Regions from separate parts of the Gossypium hirsutum genome. Here region 2 is linked to region 1. Evidence: chromatin contacts called from public Hi-C data. All regions are on one chromosome and are shown on one strand. The core of a region is the stretch at or near the end of the contact, and the rest is flanking DNA. Distances in the headings are between cores, read along the strand shown.

Region 1 (6,752 bases), core at 1,906-4,405:
CAATATTAATATATTTTATAATTTTCTAAGCCTGACCCAACCAAAAATCTAAACTTAGAGATTTGTCTAAACCCGTCTATATTTGTAAAAAACAAACTCAAACTCATTTTAAGTCGTCCATATTATTTTTTAATTATTTTTTAAAAATTTATATTATATTATTTTAATATTTAATAATTTAATAGATTTTTTATATAATCATCTTTAACATTATTTTAATATTTACATTAAAGGAATATTATATATATATAGTATAAGCTTGTTTTTTTAATGTGTTCTAAATTACATAATATATAAAAATAACATAAAACTGGTCAGGGAGTCGAGCTTGAGCCTTGAATGTTCAAGCCCAAGTCCAACCCATATTTTAAATGAGTCTAAGTTCTTTTTCAAACCTATTTTTCTGACCTAATATTTTTACCCAAACCCTTTTAAATTTTGAGTAGTCCTTTTAGCCTGAAAAAATAACCCAGCCCATGAATAGATCTACTAAAATCATTAAATATGAATAAAAATATTTTATTGTTGGTTTATGAGCATAAAAAAGAAGGGGATAATGCATGCGTTTTGAGAAAATAATTGCTATCAAACAAAACAAACTCTTGAACATTCAAAATTTCACTCTAAGGCCAACTGAGACTCCAAAAGCAAAATGATGAAGCAGCATCCTGTGGTTCAAGAAACTTACCAACACTTGGAAGTTGGAAGGAATAAAAATGAAACAGAGGGAAGGGATCAGATTATGAATGAAGTTGTAACAAGTATTCACATTTGATGTTCTTTTGCAAATTTTAACACCCTTGACTTGAAAAGAATCACCTGCTCAACACCATTTAACAACTTTCTCCTTTTCTTATATAGTCATCTGGCATTTTGATCGACTCAGTGTGGCCAAGAATCAGTATCACTATGGAGATATATGAAATTGTAATAATAAGCTTGATTCACATTTTAAACCATTTTGGCCTCCCAGGTTTTTTCTCTTGCTGGTTTGGGCAATAGGGAAGGGTACTGTACTGGCACCAACACCAGGTTCTGGGGCAGATTGAACTGCCTCTGCCTGCTCAGCACCAGCTATGACCTCCAAACCTTTCAAAGACATGACTTCGTCTAGAAGGAAGGCTGCTGAATTGGCAGCTGTGGCATCGGCACCTAAACATTTCAAAGTGTCATTAACCGGAGTGAATCATATTTTGAGGAATCAGATAACTTCCAACCTAAGGAACTAAGAGGGGGATCATACGAAAAAGTCAGATAACTAACCTTTTGGGAGATCATATGAAAAATACACAATTGCACCCGGAATGAAACCAGTAGAGAAAATATCTTGTGTCATGTCCTTTATTTGCTTCTTGGGAGGAGTAGTATCTGAAACATGATTGGACGATAGGCATTTAATGCATTGGCTTCACAACCAACACCACAGTTAGTATTTTACAACTTAAATAAGCTTACATAAATAGAACGGTAGATCCGGTCGAGAAATCACTCTCATGATAAGGTCATACAAGCACTGAATTGTTTCTGATGGATGAAATGTGACCTCTAATGTGTGGTTATCAGGAAAGCGGACCCTTATCACAGCCTGCACATGAACATTGAAACTTATCAAAGGCAAGACAACTAAAAGACCCACAAAAAGTGTGGCAAGTAGCAATTAGCAAGGACCTTTGTTACTCTTGATCTGCGGGCTGCCTCCTCTGCTTCTCGAATTTTTCGTGTCTTTAAGTAGTTATCTGTTTCAAAATTTTATCCACTTAAAATGGTGTAAATATATCTCTAACAAAAAAGTGTGCCATAGCATGCCAGAGTCATTTTAACGTAAATGAATCCCAAAATCAGCTGGTAAAAATATCTAAATGAAGCTAGAGGATAAAATTGATAAATGAGTTGTGTTCATTGCCAAAAGTACCTTCCTTTTTAGTTGCCATTACTCGATGATAATCTTCTGCTGTGAACTCATAGACGTCATCCGACTCCTCTGCCCAAAAATAAATAAGTGCATTTTATCAGTTTACGAAATGAACTGTCACTTCTAGTCAATAGGCAAGTTAAAAGTCTGAAAATATGTTTTGCAGGGTCGCTCGCACCAGTGCTGGGCACTTCATTTTGTATTGGCGATGGTCCTTCAGTTTCGAAGACATGAATTTCTCGTCCAAATTTCTCTTTTGCAGCAGCAAGTTTAGCCTATAATCATAGAAATGAAATAATTAAAAAAAAGCATAAATAAATTGCGTAACAGCAACCTGCATACAACATATCATGCGAGTTACGGAGTCGTGAATTAGAGGTCCTAATGTATAGTTCCATCAAATATAATTACATAAAGGAAAGCAAAATCTGTCTTGACACTTATGACAACCATATGAATAATGTAAAAAGCTGTCGGTGTTCCTTCGAGACGGTTATGTCCAAATCCAACCGGGTTTCAACAACTTCATATGCATGACATTCCTTATAGACGATTACTACAAAAAAGCTACTCAAAGAAGTAAACAAAGAGGGGAAAGAATTACCCCCGGAATTTACCTTCGTATAAACTTTTTAACAGCAATTTCACCTAAAAACCAAAAGAGAAGCTACTGACCAACTTTCATGAATGAACCACTATTCTTGATAAAGATAGCAAAAGGAAACCAAGATGAAGTTTAATTCCATCAAAGTTAAGCTAATTTCAGTTATCATCCATGTTAAAAGATTTGAGCTCAACTAGATATATAATGATTCACCGACTTAAATCTTTCTTTCACTATCTAAAAATAAAGAAACAGAAACAAACTCAGTTGCATAAACAAGAGGATGCAGACCCATCATAGGAATCGATAATCAAAGTAAAAACCCGGATCAACCCAATACTTAAAAACAACATATAGAACAGCAAGAACAAAAATTAAATCAAGGACCGACTTTAGCTGATGCAGCCTCCATGGAATCAATATTAGTTAATCTCCTCCTATTTAAAGGTAGTGGTGAAGAACCATCTCCAATCATCAGCTGCAGATGAAATTTCCACCTTTTTTTCTGGGAAGGGTACGGGGTTGCCTTGCTTCTGTAAAAGCTCCTGCTTGCTTGATTTGCCTCTTTGGAATTTCTTGCTAGTATATTCCTTATTAGTTTATTCCTTTCTTCTTTTAGAAAACAAAGATAGTTTGGGCTCGACCAATTCAACTTTTGGGCTAACAATGTTCTAATTTAATCCACCTACTTACAAATAAAAACTTCATTTTATCATATATCTAACTTCAAATGGAAATTTTTTAATTAATTTTATTATATTTTTTTTTGATTATATCTTTTGCTTTTAGAATAATGCTTAGAACTATTCATATGACCTTCAACACACTTAAACTCACATCTTCTTACATTAAAAATAATATATTATTCTATACTAATTAAATTAAAACTTAATCGATAATTTTTTTTTTTTTACATTTAGAAAACCAAAAAAATAATGTTGGAGGATGTTCATCAATTTGACTTAAGGCTTGTGGAATAAACAAATTGAATTCAATTCCTGATGATTATGACATTTACAACAAATTTTTTTTCATTTACTTATTAAACACATTCAACACATTCAATTTTGGAAAGTTGAATTTGATTATCAATCTTTTAAAAAAATCGAATTTGATTATTAATCTTTTAAAAAGAGTAGAATTATTTTTTTAACGAAAATACTAACTAAAACATTATAATTTTAATTATGGTAGCCTGCTTAACAATTCACATGTACTCAATTTATTATTATTATTTTTGTAAAATTTAAATTATTTGTTGACGTAGCGTATAAGACAAATAGGGTCTTGTCAGCATGAAGTTTATGTGAATTGTCATGCTAATACTGTTAAAAAAATAATGCTATAGTTAGTATTTTCGTTAAAAAAACAATGTCTCTTTTTTGAAAGGCTGAGGGTCAAATTTAATGAAAAAAAGAATAATGATAAAATTGATAAAAGATGTAAACATTGAAAATTAAATTTAATATTAATCCTTTAATTTATAATAAATGTTGATTAATTTTAAAAAATAATTAAAAAATAAAATAAAATATTTAAAAAATGAAAAAAAAGCAACCAATAGTAAAATATTAAATACTAAATATTTTTTAAAAAAAATTATATTTGACATTAATAATCAAACCAGTAACATCTTACAAAAGAAAAAAAATACTTCAAAATTTTGAGATACTTCAACTTATTAGACATAATATTTTGAAACACCGTGATAAAGAAAATCACAATGGTGCAAGTGAGCATATTAAAATAGAATAATAATAAAAGTATCAAATATCAAATAATAAAAACAAAACAAAATAAATCTAATATTAAATAAAAAATCATATATATATTTGAATAAAAGATCTGACTGGATTTATTAATAAAAAGAAATAATACATAGAACAGAACTGGACTGAAGTCCATTAACAAGATACTAATCAAAAGAATAACTAAAAAAAAAACAAAAGCCTACTAAATAAAATTGGGCCTAAAACTTACGGAACTAGCCCAACTCGTCCAATTTCAACTAAATCAAATCAGAAAATCAAATCTTATCCTATACCAGTCAAATCGACAGCTGGATACTAATAGACCCTGTCTTTTCACATCACCGACCTAACCATTAATGATAGCAGGTTTTCAATAATGACTTTTAATTTTTTCTACTACCTCTTCTCAAAAGCTTTCATTTTCCCTTTCATTCAATCCGGATACCTTGGCCGAAAATTCTCCAGTGCTTGACGAACACATTCTGGAATTCCTCCCACCAAGTAATAACTTTCTCTCTTCTTTAGGGCCTCATTTGCAATAACATGGGCGTATATATTCCCTGTTTTAGAGACAAAATGAAACTCAATCTCCTGAAATTTGTCTTTTTTGCTTTGTATATCTTTGGTAATTGCTCCAATGGCCGATTTACCTATATCAGTACTTTGGCATTTCTTTATAACAGTTTTTGAATCTCCCACTACTTCCATTTTGTTAAAGCCCATAAAAATTCCTAATTTCATTGCCTGTAACCCTACATGTGCCTCTGCCGTGAACGGAGTTGCTATCTCGGAGTGAAAAACCGTCTTTGATGCAAGGATCTCCCCCACTTCATTTCGTACAAGCAGGCCTGTAGTTGATCTGGAAGATTGATGGTCAAAGGCTGCGTCAAAAAGAACTGTGACCCTTGTTCTTTGATAATCCTGTTGAATATTTCCATTAGACTGAAGGGTGAGTTTTTTTTCTCTTTTGTTGCATCCAACTCTATGATATAACATTGAACTTGCTTCGATATTTCTCTTCTTTTCACATTTTTTCTTTCATATAACAAATGATTTCTGTTGGACCAGATTAACCAGAGTCCACAGCAGAATAATCGGATCTGTTCATTAGTCTCCTTACAGAAGCCCCAGGTAAGCCATTCCCACATATTTTGAGTATTTTTATTTAGTACCCATGATAGATTGAAATGATTCCAAACCTCAACCATTGTAGGGCACTATTGAAAAATATGGCTACTGTCTTCCTCATTTTGACGACATTGAGGGCACTGATCTTCCACCACGACTCTTTTATGTCTGAGGTTAACAAGGGACAAAATAAAGTTCCAAGAGATTCTACATACTGTAATTATAATTTTTGAGGGGATGTATAATTTCCATAGTTTCCTATAGAAATTTTTAGTTCGGCGTGTAAACTATAACTACTAGGATCCAAGTTAGTCTCCTGTAATAGTTTATAGGTGCTCCTGACTTAGAAATCCCTGGACAGTTCCCTTCTCCATACTTGAAAATCTTCATGTGCTGTCTCCGCCAGTGGAATCTGCAAGATTTTTTTTGCTACATCCAATCGAAAGGTATTCATAACTACCTTTATTTTCCAGCTCCTATTGGTGGCCTCTATTAAATCTGAAATAAACTTAATATTTTCATTGTTGTCTTGATTTTGTAATATGTCTGCTTTATTTCCTAAAATCCACAAATCATTCCAAACAGAAATTTGATCACCTCTTTCAACCCTCTAGCATAAACCTTTCTCCAGAAGCCCTCTTGCTGCCCAGACACTCTTCCAAGTAAGCGAAGGTAAATTTCCTAACCGAGCATTATAGAAATCCAAATTAGGATAATATTTTACCTTTAGAACACGAGCTAATAATGAATTTGGATAGTTTATAAGACGCCATCCCTACTTTTCTCATAACGCTATATTAAATTTTGCAAGATTTTAAAAACCAAGACTACCATCTTCTTTTAATAAGCATAATTCCTTCCAAGCACACCAATGAATGCCCTTCCTATCGCGACTTCTTTGCCACAAAAAATAAGCTATTATACACTCCAAATCAGTACATAGAGACTTAGGAAGTAGAAAGCAAGCCATCGTATAAGTTGGGATGGATTGGAGTATAGCCTTTACGAAAACTTCTTTACCTTATTGAGAGAGATGCCTTATGCTCCAGTTATTAATTCGTTGTTTATATCTGTCCTTCAAAGCTTGAAATGTTGATCTCTTCCTTCTTCCCACCATATTAGGGAGCCCTAGATATCGTTCTGGATTAGTTGATCTTCTTACTCTGAGTATACTTGAAACTCCTGCCATTTCTCCATCTTATGTGTTTGTGCTGAAAAGTACTGTCGATTTATCATAATTAACACATTGGCTTGAACAAATCTCATATTCTTTCAAAATCTATTTTAATGAATAATTAACACATTGGCTTGAACAAATCTCATATTCTTTCAAAATCTATTTTAATGAATGTGTTCT
Region 2 (6,752 bases), core at 1,460-3,959, 830 kb after region 1:
GGTCTTACAACCATATTAGATTCTCTGGCATTGAAGATTTTAAAATATCATCATTAATCTCCATTTTTTCAGTTCTTTTCTTTCTAGATCATTATAAAAATTTGAACTTTCTATATATTCTATATGGGAATAGCAAAAGATAGACTAGAACCATGCCATTGTCTTTTTGGTTCTTATTGAAATGCTTGTTGCAGGGAAAGAGAAATGCCTAGGTATGATGACCGCCGCGGTAGTGGTACACGCCTTTATGTTGGTCACTTGTCTTCGAGGACAAGGTCACGTGATCTTGAGGACATGTTTAGCAGATATGGGAGGTAATCTATTCTTTTATTATGTTTAAGAAATTCGTAAAATTCGCAATCATTGCATCTAGTAGTGGTTTAGGTTAGTTAAATTTTATTGCATATTTCAAGAGTTTCGTTCTTTTTTCTCCATTTAGGTGTTCTTGGTTTTTTCTAGTGTTCCATTTTTATCAATTTGGGTGTTCATGATCTTTTTATTCTTTCGTATTTGTTGGTCATTAGGATAAGTTCAGGACGTAGTGACAATGAAGTAGGAGATACTAGAGTCCTTCATGAGCTCTTGTTGTAGTGCTGGACGTCTGGTATTCCATATAAAACATGAGTGAGAATATTGCACCCTCCACATGTCTGTGTGTGTGGTTTAACTTCAATGATCTTGTTGAAGGTCTCTTGGCTTTTGCCTAACATGGAGGTCTATGGTGAGAGGGACCATGGTGGATTTGGCCAGTCTTTCTAGTGTTATTGCCTGTTTTTATCGAAATGGAACAATATCAAAAGTGGTGTTTTTGATTCAACTCTGAGGGGCGAACTCTCAACCCTTCGATAATTGTGTCTTGATGGCCTTTCTGTTTCTGGCACCCCTTTACGCAGAATACGTGATGTGGATATGAAGCGCGACTATGCATTCGTTGTATGTATTCTTTACTCAATTTAAACCGAAACTGCTTGTCTTCCTTATCCATAAATTTCTTTAACATATGTTGTAAATATGATGGTTTTACTTGGATCTTTTTCTTCATTGTTTGTGCATCAGTGTGTCTATGTTGTCTTGCTCATTGATAACAGGAATTCAGTGACCCTAGAGATGCTGATGATGCAAGATATTCATTGAATGGTAGAGACCTTGATGGAAGCCGTATAGTTGTTGAATTTGCCAAGGGGGTGAGTTTTCTGATTGCTTTTCACATAACAGAGATTTTGCTTCTTTTTTTTTTTTTATGCTAATACCTAAATGATATTGAAAAGGTCAAAGGTGATTGATGTTGGCCGTTGACTAATTTAATATATATTACCTCTGGTCTAGAAGAAAGATATTTACATAAATACCCTTTGGGATATTATTTGCTTCTTGCTTTCTACATTAGAATCAACATATGAGAGAAACTGGTTTCCGAGTGTCATTTGAAGGTGATGCCAGCACTGCGTTATTTTATTTTGTTGCTTTGCATTATTTGTTCTCATTCTTGTCCTGGATTTTGTAGAGTCTTTTAATCAAATATTATTTTACCATCCAATCTGATTTGAATTACAATTTAGGTGCTTCGTGGCTTTGGTGGGTCTCGTGATTACCCTGGAAGAAGTCCTGCTCCTGGAGCAGGGCGCAGCTTCAACTGTGGAATTGACGGTCACTAGGCTCGTGATTGCAAAGCTGGGGATTGGAAGAATAAGTGTTATCGCTGTGGTGAACGAGGCCATATCGAAAGAAATTGTCAAAACAGTCCAAAGAAACTGAGGTCCTCACCTTTCTTCCTTCTCATCTGTTCTGTTCTTATTCTAACCAGTTATCATATTTAAGCTACTTTTTTTGTTTACTTGAGAAACAACTATACTGGTGCAGCCGTCGACCTCGCAGTTACTCACGCTCACCTAGTCCTTGCCGTGGAAGAAGCAGAAGCCGCAGTTACAGTAGGGGACGTAGCAACAGGTTTGTATTTACTGTTCCTCTTTTAAAATATGAATTGCCTTCGACTAAAATGCACTTTGGAATTTGCTATTTTTGTTTTGCATTAAAATTGGAACAATATTACACATTTACACTACATAAATATGACATGGGTAAAAAATGAAGCACAACACGAAAAAAATATAATATGAATATAACATTAGTGTCTTAATTTATATAATACGAATATTAACTTTAGTAAATCTTTTTATATAAAATACTTTCAACGTGATTAGACATGACCAAAATATATTAAAATGGAATGAATGTATGGATTGTCATGTCTGATTAAAGTTCTCATGCAAGTAATAAGAGTCGAGGAAGATTTAATTGGCAGAATTGTTTTGGTTTTGTTAAAACTGATTGTTGTGCTGAATCTTGACCTTCTGCAGTAGATCGAGAACACCTGTGAAGAGAGAACGAGGTTTCGAGCGCGATGATAGAAGATCGAGGAGTCCTAAGTCCCACAGGAGTTCTCCTTTGCCACCCAGAGGCCGGAAGCATAGTCCAACTCTCGACGAAAGAAGCCCACAAGAGGGAGGTAGTCCTTCCCCGAGAGATCGGAGGCACACCAATGGCTCCGAGTACAGCCCCAGGGAAAGGAGCCAAAGCCCAGATCATGAAGCTGATGCTGAGGACAGGGCTTATAGGAGTTCTACAAAAGAAAACGGCCAGAGTTGTAGCCCGAGCCCAGTCCCAAGGGAGGATCGGAGCCCGATTTACAATGATGATGATAATAGTAATAGGGCTTCTAGACGCAGTGAATCAAATTAAGCGGAGGCGTAGATTGGTATGTGTTGAAGTCCTTAGTGATCAGCCGTGTTTTGCAATAAGAACTTGGGGGTTTTGTATGGATGGATATTTTTTCTTTTTTGTTGAATAGTAAGCACTGTTAAGATTTATTAAAAGCCTATTTTTATAAACAGTTGACAATTACTGCAATAACTATGAATCTATTAATATTTATACTCAATAGAAGTGATGGTCCATTTGATGTTAGTATAAATTAAATTAATTTTACATGCTTTCATAATTTTTAAAATTTTAAAATGTTTCTAATTTTCTGGTCATTTTTAATATTTTTCAAAGGAAAAAAATCATTTTATAAAAGTTATAAAACACATTGATGTATGGTATTGAATATTATTAAAATATATATACAACGTTATATGTGGTATTATCCTCTTTTAATATGCCATTTTTTATGGTCTTTATGGTTGCTTAAGTCCATTGAATTTTGTTCTTATCACAATTTTAAATATCTTCATTTTAATTATTGTATATTTTTTATAATAAAATTTTTTAACCAAGTATAAAATAATAAAAATATTTTAACAATATTATTTATTTATAAACCAATATTGGCAACATTTAGATATGTTGTTTCGAATATCTAACCATAGAGTTAGTTAAGGAATGAGTTATCGCTCAACAATATGAAATTTTAATGAAGTATCACTCAAAAAGATCATATGGGTTTTACAGCAAAGAGTATGTATTATTGTTACGGGGCTAGATCTTTCGGCTCGCGAACCATGCGGCTTTAGGTGATCCGTTCGTTTTAAACTCGCCTAAGTCAGCCTTTACAACACAAGTGAAGATTCTTTTAAAATTCCCCTAAGGCACCAATTTGTATAGCAAAAGCAATTGTGCCAAAAGAAGCCACGAAAGAACAACAGAAAGCCACAAAAAGAATGCATGAAAGGTGTTTGAGTAAATGCTAAAAAAATTCTATTGCTCTTAAGAATTCAAGTTACAATGGATGATTTACAAGTGAGTGGGAGGATCTTTATTTATAGTTGAGCTCTCCCAAAACCGACGGTCAAGATCAAGTTACATTGACGGACGAGATTAGCCTATCCCTTGATTTTAAAGATTTACAAGATTACATCATATCAAATCAAATCTACAAGATATGATTATCATTTTTACTAAAAATAGTCTATGTTGTCATATCTTTATTATCGGGCCAACTAGGCTTCAATTTGACAGACTTCTCCAATAGTTCTTTGAATCAGGCCAGTTCTCGTGGGCTAAATAATCTTCATCTTATCGATAGACCTGCATGGGGCGCATCTTGTGCCATGGTCATTGGTTTTGCACTTTGGCCAGTGACATTCTCCCCCACCTATTCTCACAACACCCTCATTGCGCCTTCAAAAAAGCATTGACCTGATTCACCTCGAAACTCTCTCGTTGCCTTGGCTTTTTCCCAACTTGTCTTGTGATTGGTAGTCCTTTCCTTCTAAACTTTTACCACGGCTTCCGTCACCTATTAACTTGAACCGTTGTACTCGTTGGCAAGAAGTCTCTGCTCTAACTTGCCCCAATTTTGGCTTGTTCCCATTGGAATACCCTTAATTCTCACATATTGGCTTCATACCGCCCACAGTCCCTTGACTTCCTTGTTTAAGAACTTTGAAAGCGCCCCTATGATCTTGTCAAGCCAACAAGTCCAAATTCAAAACACTCAAAACACTAGCAGAGTGTTTGCAATGTACTTTACACGCAACATTTACTTGTTTCGACTATTTTTGCATCGCTTCTTTCCCCTCGAAGTTTGATATACAACCCACATTTCCCAAAGGTGGTGGCTCTACAGTCGAATCCATAGACCTCATATCGATCTCATGCTCTACTAACTTTTTGAAAAGGGCTTTCGTAGTATTTCATTCTATCGAGTCAATGTTTCTCCTACACAAAACATCTTCGACTAGTTGGATTGACGACAACACCTTGGTCTCAACCTTCATATCCCGATGCACCGGCACAATGATTTTTGATAACGGACAGGTGACAATATGAATTTGACCAGCCCATGGATACAGAACTGCCTGGATCCTGTCAAGGAAGTTTAAGCCAAGCACACAATCATAATCATCTAATTGGATTACCTCAAATTCTTCCTTTCCTTTCCATTCATTGATTTGTAGCTCTACATTTTGAATTACTCCCACAGTTGGGGCTTCCTCAGAATTTACCATCTTGATCTTCTTATCTAATTTCTTAATCAAGAGACCAAGTTTCTTGACAGCCTTTTCTGATATGAACAATTCTGATGCTTCCGTATTAACAAAAGCACCCCTCTTCTAACTTGCAATGTTGATGTCTATAAACATCAACCCTTCTCCACCATCCCTTTTCTTAGGAATGAGCACTATTGAATTGACCCTTGATGTCTTTTTCTCAACAGGCTTTGCTTCCTCTGGCTCATATTTCTTTTTAATAGCCAAAATCATCTATTTCTTTAGACATTTTCGTTCTATGTGTGGTCCTTAACAAAGGAAGCATTTTATCCTCTTCCCATTATCTCTTGGGTTGTTGGATCCCCACTTCGCATCTCGTGGTTTCCCATTGCCACTGATGCTATCGGTACTATTGTTATCATCACTATATCCCTCTTCATCTTTCTCATGGTTTCTCTCACCAAGGCCCTTTCCATTGGGCTTAGATGACTCGAACTTATCTTTTGTTGGACTAAGCTCAACAAAAGACTATACTTCGGCCATGGCTACAGTAAGTTCGGTAATTCATTGCCTACGCAACTCATGCTTTCCCACAGATTTAACCTATCCTCAAACCAATAGAACGCTTCACTCAAATCAGTGATTTGAAGCATCAACTCGCTAAATGCCTGAACTCACTTCCGAACAGTGCCTTGTGTAAGACGATACAACTTAGCCCGAGCCTTCTTCTCGGCATACTGTGGGTAAAATTACTTCTTCAACTCTCTTTGGAACTCCTCTTAAGTCCCAATTGCATTCCCACCATGTTTCTCATCCGTGGACCTACGACGCCACCACAAGAGAGCAACATCAGTAAAATAGATTGAAGCAGTTTTTACCTTAATGGCATCATCCTCGATGCCCATCGCTCGGAAGTATTGCTCCATTTCCTACAAGAAGTTGTCCACATCCCTTACGGACCTTGCACCCTTGAACTTCTCCGGTTTGGAAACATCCATTGTTTGTTGCTTTGGCCTCTGTAGTCAACATCTCATTACTCAAAGCAGCTTTGTGAATCGTGAACTCCCCCTTAAGCTTTTCAATTTCCTTCTTCATTGCCAACACCATATCTTCGAGAGTATCATCCTTCTCTGCCAGCTTTTCTACAGTGGAATTGATTAATCCATTCATCTTTTTCGCATTAGCATCGAGAGAATCCAACACAAATTCTCTGAGTTGCTCTTCCATTGAGTCAAACCCATCTGTGCGTCCCTCGACTAACTCAAACGTCTCCTTCATATCCCCCACGGGCTCCTCGAGATTACCCACTCGATTTTTCAAAACTGACAACATGTCCCTCGAACGACTTGCTTTTTTAGCCCTCCCACAAGTCTTCATTTGCTCATTCTGATCAACAACTTCTTTCGACATCCCAACAGTGCCTTCGTAACCAATAGCTTGGTTACCACTTGTCAAGGGGCTAGATCTTTCGACTTGCGAACAGTGCGGCCTTAGGTGATCCGTTCGTTCCAAACTCGCCTAAGTCAGCCTTTACTCCAAAAGTGAGGATTCTTTTATAATTCCTCCAAGGCACCAATTTGTATAGCGGAAGCAATTGTGCCAAAAGAAGACACGAAAGAACAACAAAAAGCCACAGAAAGAATGTACGAAAGGTGTTTGAGTAAATGCTCAAAGAATCCTATTACTCTTAAGAATTCAAGTTACAATGGATGATTTACAAGTGAGGGGGAGGCTCTCTATTTATAGTTGAGCTCTCCCAAAACCGACGGTTAAGATCTAGTTACATCGACAGACGAGATTAGCCTATCCCTTGATTTTAGG

Evidence for each region. A called contact is a pair of places that touch in the nucleus more often than the background predicts.
Region 2: a Hi-C map of callus shows a contact between it and region 1, with 2.5 times the contacts expected there. The contact joins the enhancer-like site here to the promoter of LOC107957022 in region 1. A contact is called at or near these places in 2 of 34 Hi-C or Micro-C datasets (callus and leaf).

What each region holds. Positions count from the first base shown.
Region 1 is chrA05:85,218,000-85,224,751 of Gossypium_hirsutum_v2.1, forward strand. It overlaps LOC107957022 (plant UBX domain-containing protein 1), which reads right to left and starts at 3,156. Exons shown (of 7, transcript XM_016892448.2): 1 at 2,908-3,156; 2 at 2,091-2,187; 3 at 1,913-1,981; 4 at 1,669-1,736; 5 at 1,456-1,585; 6 at 1,264-1,368; 7 at 714-1,152. The coding sequence starts at 2,991. The coding sequence ends at 908. It overlaps LOC107957023 (a long non-coding RNA gene), which reads left to right and starts at 4,552. Exons shown (of 5, transcript XR_005926412.1): 1 at 4,552-5,216; 2 at 5,336-5,398; 3 at 5,481-5,841; 4 at 5,981-6,067.
Region 2 is chrA05:86,049,367-86,056,118 of Gossypium_hirsutum_v2.1, forward strand. It overlaps the pseudogene LOC107957099. Among protein-coding and RNA genes, the nearest start is that of LOC107957100, 17 kb to the right of the region's middle. Within about 2 kb of position 2,710, at least 5 of the 9 cell types and tissues checked have an H3K27ac peak or open chromatin away from gene starts, as enhancers often do. A contact at or near this core is called in leaf, where this site is marked.